Regions from separate parts of the Zea mays genome. Here region 1 is linked to region 2. The links are chromatin contacts, called in public Hi-C maps. All regions are on one chromosome and are shown on one strand. Each heading gives the region's core, a stretch centred on a gene start, on an enhancer-like site or on the middle of the called end of the contact. The rest is flanking DNA. Distances are from core to core; before and after follow the strand shown. Region 1 holds the start of LOC100277448. Region 2 holds the start of LOC100277463.

Region 1 (3,050 bases), core at 527-3,026, 160 kb before region 2:
CATACCGAATCTAATGGGATGATCTACGTTGGCATCACCAGCTGTGCAGCTGACCTTGTTGTGCCTGAGGACAATAAGAGATGTTTGCAGCACCACCGACGGCGACGCCCGTCTCGTGCCGCCCTCGGCCTCCAGTGACGCCGCACCGGTGCCGGGCCAGAGGCTCGCGCGGCGCGGATGCCTCATCGGCGAGGGACAAGTTAGTGCCTCAGCGTTGGTGGATGGGCTTGCCTGTCGAGGGCGACGACAGGAGGGACATGCGAGGTGAGTGAGGGGCGCGGCGGGACGGCGCCGAGGCCGGGGGCGGCCAAGGCGAGGGACGCCGAGGATGGAACGTGGGGGGAACAGCGAGGTTTCTGGACGGGGTGTGGCGGCCGTGGCGCGGGCATCTCGCGGACGTGATTTCCGCGGGGATGAGGATCGCGAGGCGGGGGCATAGCACACCAGGTGATGGCGTGGTCATGGCGGGCCATCGTGCTGGCATCGCCGGCGGTTAGGGTTTGAGCTTGCTTCCCGACCGATGGTGGTGGCGTGTGGGGCGGGGTACGGGGAGGCGAGGGCGAGGGTATGTCGGCGTGGGGCTATGGGGCCAGGTGAGCGTGGGTTGGGGAAGGAATGCAGAGCAGGGAGGGAAAGGCGACAGGGAAGAAGGGAACACAACGACGCCGGACCGCTCGGGGGTGGAGGCGAGGGCACCATGGCACCGGGGGGAGGGGCTGCGGGCATCACGCCGGGGGAGGGGGAGGGGGCGCGGCCATCGCGGCGTCGGGGAGGAGGGACAATCGCGGCGCTGACACGGGATCTGCGCGCTTGGGACTGGAGAGGATCGCGGAGGGGAGAGAGGGCAGAACCGTGCACCACATGGATGTGTACGTCTACACTACTGTCTTAAAAAGTAGTATAGATATATGAAGGGTTTTGGTCGAGTTAGATTAGGATAAATGTTATTCAATTTTCGGAATTTCCGAAATTGAACATTAAAATAATTCCAGATTTAGCATAAGGCAACGAAAAATGCTCAAGAATCTCAAAAAAAAAATCTAAAACTTTCTAGAGAAATTTTGGGAGATGAGAAACTCAAATATAATATTTGGAGTTCAAGAAAAATCATTTGAGTCTATCTCAAACATTAGTATACGCTCACAGATAAAAGAAGGAACAATTGGATCTATACCATTAAAAGATCCAAACTTTAGATATATACCATGGACCCCACATGTCATTGACTCATGTGGACCCACATGTAAGTGAGATAGTAATGGTATGGATCCAAAGTGGTGATCTTTTAATGGTATGGATCCAAATTTCCCATAAAAGAAATAAGGTACTGAAAAAAAACAACTGGTAAGATTTTAGAGATAAGGTTGATGCACAATGAACACAAGAAACAATTTAGAGCGTAGGAAGAAGATTTTAGACAAGTTCCAAGAGAGATGAATAAAAATTAATTACGAACACATTTAAAAACTTTACTCCCTCGCAACACGAAACAACACAAAGCAAACATCACGCTACCATAAGGTCATTGGTTTAATTTAGAAAAAGGTTTTTTAAATAGTTTGCTATAACTACTCCGTGGAAACTTTCAAACAAATCTTGAGAAGTTCGTATAAATATAAAAAAACGCGTACTGCCCTGTCGGATCCCGACCCCCTCCTTGCATTGACTTGAGACTTGGTCTACAACCAATAGAGAGAGAGAGTACGACCAAACGGAGGCTTCTTCGTTCTCGCTTCACTCGAAGCTATATAATACCACCAAGCTAAGCACGTACCATCCTAAGGTTGAGAGCAGAGTACCATCGTCAATCGACTGGTTTAATTCGTGCTAAGCAGCACACGTCTCCCTCTTCTGAAAGAAGCTGCAGGTAACTAGACAAAACTTGGATCTGTAAACTTTGTGATTCATTATGCATGCGGGGTGTTTAATTTGCAAGAAGATCAAAACAATCTCTTTGCCGAGCGTCAGAAGGTTTACCGATTGTTTTCTGGGTTTTGTCGAGTAACTGAAGCACTCGACAGTCGGCAAAACAACTGTGTCCGGTAGTGATATACAAGATCAGACAATTATATTTTTTTCTCTTCTTGTTATTAGATAGTGCCTATTTAGTTTCTGCAGATTAAGAGATGTCATCTCTAGTTCAACTCATACTCATATAAGTGGCCTGCTGTAATAATGAAGCAGGTTTTCGCCGGACCATGGCTGGAAGAGGAGGAAATGGCGTTCCGGCCGAACAGGAGTTCCCAGGCTGGAGCGTCGCCAAAGCCCAGGAAGATCCACACCCACCTGTGCGGCATGTGCACGCTGCTAGAGGTCTCCCTGCGCAAGCTCGGCATAAAAACGAGGAAGGGCCGGCGCATTTCATCCCTGGCATCTCCAACTCCATGCCTAGCCATCATCATCAATTTCCGGGGGCGCAGTGGAGCAAGAATCCTACGCCGCATGTCCCCTCTCCAGTGGAATTCATCATAGAGGCGTTTCAGCACCAAAAGGATGAGCTGAAGGAAAAGGCGCGCCAAAAGTTGATTCGCTTATCCGGCGGGGGGAACTAGACAAAGAAGAGAAAGGATGCATGGGGATGAACAATCTACAGCAGCGCTATAGTTGTCTGGACATCAGCATAGAGAGGTGCAGATGACACATACAACATCGACTATATATATATTAATTTATGCTGCACGCGCGACTCGTGAGTCTTTAGTTTGATTTGTTGAATAAATGTAATGAGAGCTAGTACGTCGTCTCTACTATACATGCATATGCTGGCCAATCCACAGGATGGTACTAGTCCTCCATAGTAAACAACAGAACCCAACTGGTTCAAATTGTATTCGGTTCTGTCTGTAAAATCTGATTCTATTCACCGCTAGCAATCACATGGAGCATGTTCATCACAAAGTTCATCGATCCGACGTCCGATTCACACAAGCCAACCATAACATCAACCATATATATAAAAGTTCAACACAGGAAGGCTACTAAATGCTGTGGGTTTTTGTTGTTAAGTTCATACTTAATTTATACTAGTTCAATCATTCTTCTATATCGGT
Region 2 (3,457 bases), core at 892-3,391:
GAGTATGGAAAATGAAGTGGAGAGCTCTACTAAAAAAGCCTTATTACAAAATAGAAGATCAAAAGATGATCGTGGCAGCTACTATGTGCTTGCATAACTACATTCGAGAGAACAACTAATGCTTTAGATTTGGGTTTTATGAAGTGTGATCGTAACTCTTATTATCTGCCAACTATTCCAGAGAGGTGTGTTAGATTTCAGCCATCGCAAAATACATCAGATACATCGACAACTCAATCAAATGGTCGAACTATGGATAGATTCCGAGATGATATTGCTAGAAAAATAATTTATTTCTAGATCGTCGTGAATTTGCCCATTTGTATTTCATTAGTCGCCGTGACTTTTATATTCGAATATACTGGACAGTTTCTAATAGCTAGGTTTGGATGTTGTTTGGAACAAATTGTGGATTGTAATTTTATTTTGTTAATTTATTAGAGACTTCACAGGTAATTCCAGATCATAAGTTTCAGAGGTTGACGAAAGTTCGTTGCATAAGAGGTTTTTTTACCAACGTGCAGCAAGAGCGCCAGATCTGCTGCCCAGGTATACAAACGTGCACTCATATCAATTTGGAACTTGAATAAAATAATTACGTAGGGCACATGTAAGCGTGCATGCATATCATTTTGTTTTTGAGATGCAGTGCCTGTTACAGCAGTCCAGAAATTCCAGTTAAAATAGATAAAGCTACAAGATTTAATTCGCAAAAACAACAGAAAAGCCAGGTTAACAAATAAATTTTTATAATGGATTTGACTTTCTCAACAAAGCTGCTCGCATCAAGAAGCCAGAGCCAAAGCTATTCTTAAACTCTACCAAAGGGACCCTTATAATTCACTCTACCTAAACAAACTTAAGGTGTTCGAGAAATTTAAGTTATATCAGGCGATTTGCAGGATGTATGGAATAACCGTATTGTATTGATTCTCTTGTGATTTATTTATAATATATCAATTGTTTTTACGTACAATGTATTATTTTTTGTTCTTATCTTACTTTAAAGAAATCGTAAATTATATACCATCTTTGTGTCCACTTATATTAATTTTTTCGGATATGTGGCTTTGTCTGTCGAGTTTTTTTCCTTGATCCAAAATTACAGATTTTGTCTATAGAAATTACAATAAATTAACGCTATAATTTCTACATGGAACAGCCATAGCCTGAGAAGAAGCCTAAATTCAGATAGACACATGAATTCAGCAACTTGATCGCTTTATATTTTCCAGTGAATGTCTTTTATAGATGACGCCATGCATACGTATGGCTGATGGACAGTGCTGTACTGTCAGTCTGTCACCGACGCTACTAGTCGAGAGGCAGTTGAACTGTGTGTGAAGTAATCCTATGCGTCAAAGCCTAAACAAAGGTGAGTACGGGGTAATCGTTTTAACTTAAAACTTTAAAAGTAAGGATGGCAGAAGAAACGACCTTCATTTAACTGGGACCGGATCAGCAAGTTAAAAGTAGAAATAATTTTAAGCAACAAGAGAGGGAGAGAGGGAGGAAAAAAAAAATCGAAACGCCCAACGGGCAACACATCTACGAGTTCCAGATCCTCTACAAGTACTCCTATAGCTAGCTAATCACTATTATCGGAGGTGGCGTCCGGCGCCGGCGCCGTCTCGGCAGGGCACTCGACGATGCTCTCAAGGCTGGGCCGCCACCCGTCGGCAGCCGCCCGGCCCTCACGCTTGCGCGCCATCTCCCGGAGCACGTCCGCGAGGCGGCGGTCGCCGGCCTTGAGCTGCGCCACGAGCCACCCCAGCTCGCCCTTGGTCAGCACCATCTTCACCTTCAAGATTGACGACGGTGTCATCGCTTGATCAATTATTGCCTCCTCCTCATCACCGCCGGCAGTGCTTCTCCTCCGTTGCGGCTGCTGGCACCCTGCTTCTACGGCGGCCGCGCAGCTTCTACTGCCGCCGACGCCGACGCCGCCGCTGCTGATCTGGACGCAGTTGCCCATGGCCGAGCCGAGACTCCGTGACTGTACTGTACCTATAGCTAGAGCTAGCTCAACGTACTGCTCAACAGCTACGTCGTTGGTTGGTTTATTGGGTGGCTTGGGTTGGTTTGGTACAGCAGCCGCGCAGGCCAAGTGAGGCGCAATAAGAGGGTGGGGGTTGCGAGGTGCTGGAGCTATTTATCGGAGCTCTATTTTATATATATTGTTGCAATTAACGCTGTTGTTTCGTTTGTACTGTGCAATATATGGCGATGAATAGTTCATTTACTATACAGCCGCTTTCTAGTTTCGAGACGGCAAGAGACCACAAGATTATCAGCTAAATAATGACCACAAGAGACGACGGCAAATTAACAACTAATATAAATCAATTCTATGACAAATGCTTTCTTCATTTTAAATTATAGGCCACTTTAAATTTGTTTTAAGTGCTAATCTTGTCGACCAAGGTTTTTGATACGTACGGTACGGTACATCCAAATAACTGTGAACTGTTGATCCAGATAGTGATGATCACATATTAACTTCTATTCTAGGAGGTAATATGGGAAAATATATTTCTTATTTTGAGAACTAAAAACATAAGTAAAATACTACAAAAAATATCGATCAGTTACACTACCGGAACAAACTACTTTGGCAAAGCTCCGAAAACATTCAGCGAACTCTTTGCCGAGTGTACCTCTCGTCAAAGAGGACTCGATGAACTGTACATCAACAACGGTTTATTTATCGAGTGCATTATGTCGGGCACTCGACAAACCATCTGGAGCTCGACAAAGAAAAGTCGTCGTGACAGCGACAAGTGACGACGACGGAGACTTTGTTGAGTGCACTCACTAACACTCGGTAAAGAGGGAGCCTTTGCTGAGTGCCTGCTAATCTAGCACTCGGCAAAGAAAGCTCCAGTAGACCCCTACAACAGCCTATGTGCCAAGAGTGACAAACTAGCATTCGGCAAAGAGAGCACCAGTGGGCCCCTTTGCCCGTCTCTTTGCTGAGTGCGCTGGCTGGCACTCGACAAAGGGAGCTTCTTTTGTTGAGTGTCAGGACTACAGAACTGGACAAAGAGATTTTACCGGTTCCTAGGTGTGCTCTCTTTGTCGAGTGTTGTGGTCATTGCACTAGACAAAGTCGCTCTTTGTCGAGTGTAACACTCGACAAAGTTACCAGAAATCCCCTTTTTATTTGTTTTTATTATTCGACCCAAACAAACAAAACATATATCACATAATCATTACATATACATCGCAGAGTTCACAAAATCATCATATACATCATAGAGACCACAAATCTCACAAGTTTTTCACAAACATGTCTAAGTTCAGACCAAGTTTCACAAACATGAGTATTACCAATACTCACGGACATAAGCTTTTTACAAAGATAACCCTCCCCCTCCTCGTCCTCATCCCACTGTCCACCATCTTTGTCCAATCACTTGTAATTAAGAGTAAGCAAATAAGCACATATAAAAAAATA

What was found. A called contact is a pair of places that touch in the nucleus more often than the background predicts.
Region 1: a Hi-C map of leaf shows a contact between it and region 2, with 1.9 times the contacts expected there. The contact joins the promoter of LOC100277448 here to the promoter of LOC100277463 in region 2. A contact is called at or near these places in 3 of 25 Hi-C or Micro-C datasets (bundle sheath and leaf).

Annotation. Positions count from the first base shown.
Region 1 is chr4:234,129,761-234,132,810 of Zm-B73-REFERENCE-NAM-5.0, reverse strand. It overlaps LOC100277448, which reads left to right and starts at 1,776. Exons shown (of 2, transcript NM_001151008.2): 1 at 1,776-1,867; 2 at 2,185-2,894. The coding sequence starts at 2,199. The coding sequence ends at 2,552.
Region 2 is chr4:233,973,370-233,976,826 of Zm-B73-REFERENCE-NAM-5.0, reverse strand. LOC100277463 reads right to left here and starts at 2,141. Exons shown (of 1, transcript NM_001151014.2): 1 at 1,422-2,141. The coding sequence starts at 1,975. The coding sequence ends at 1,589.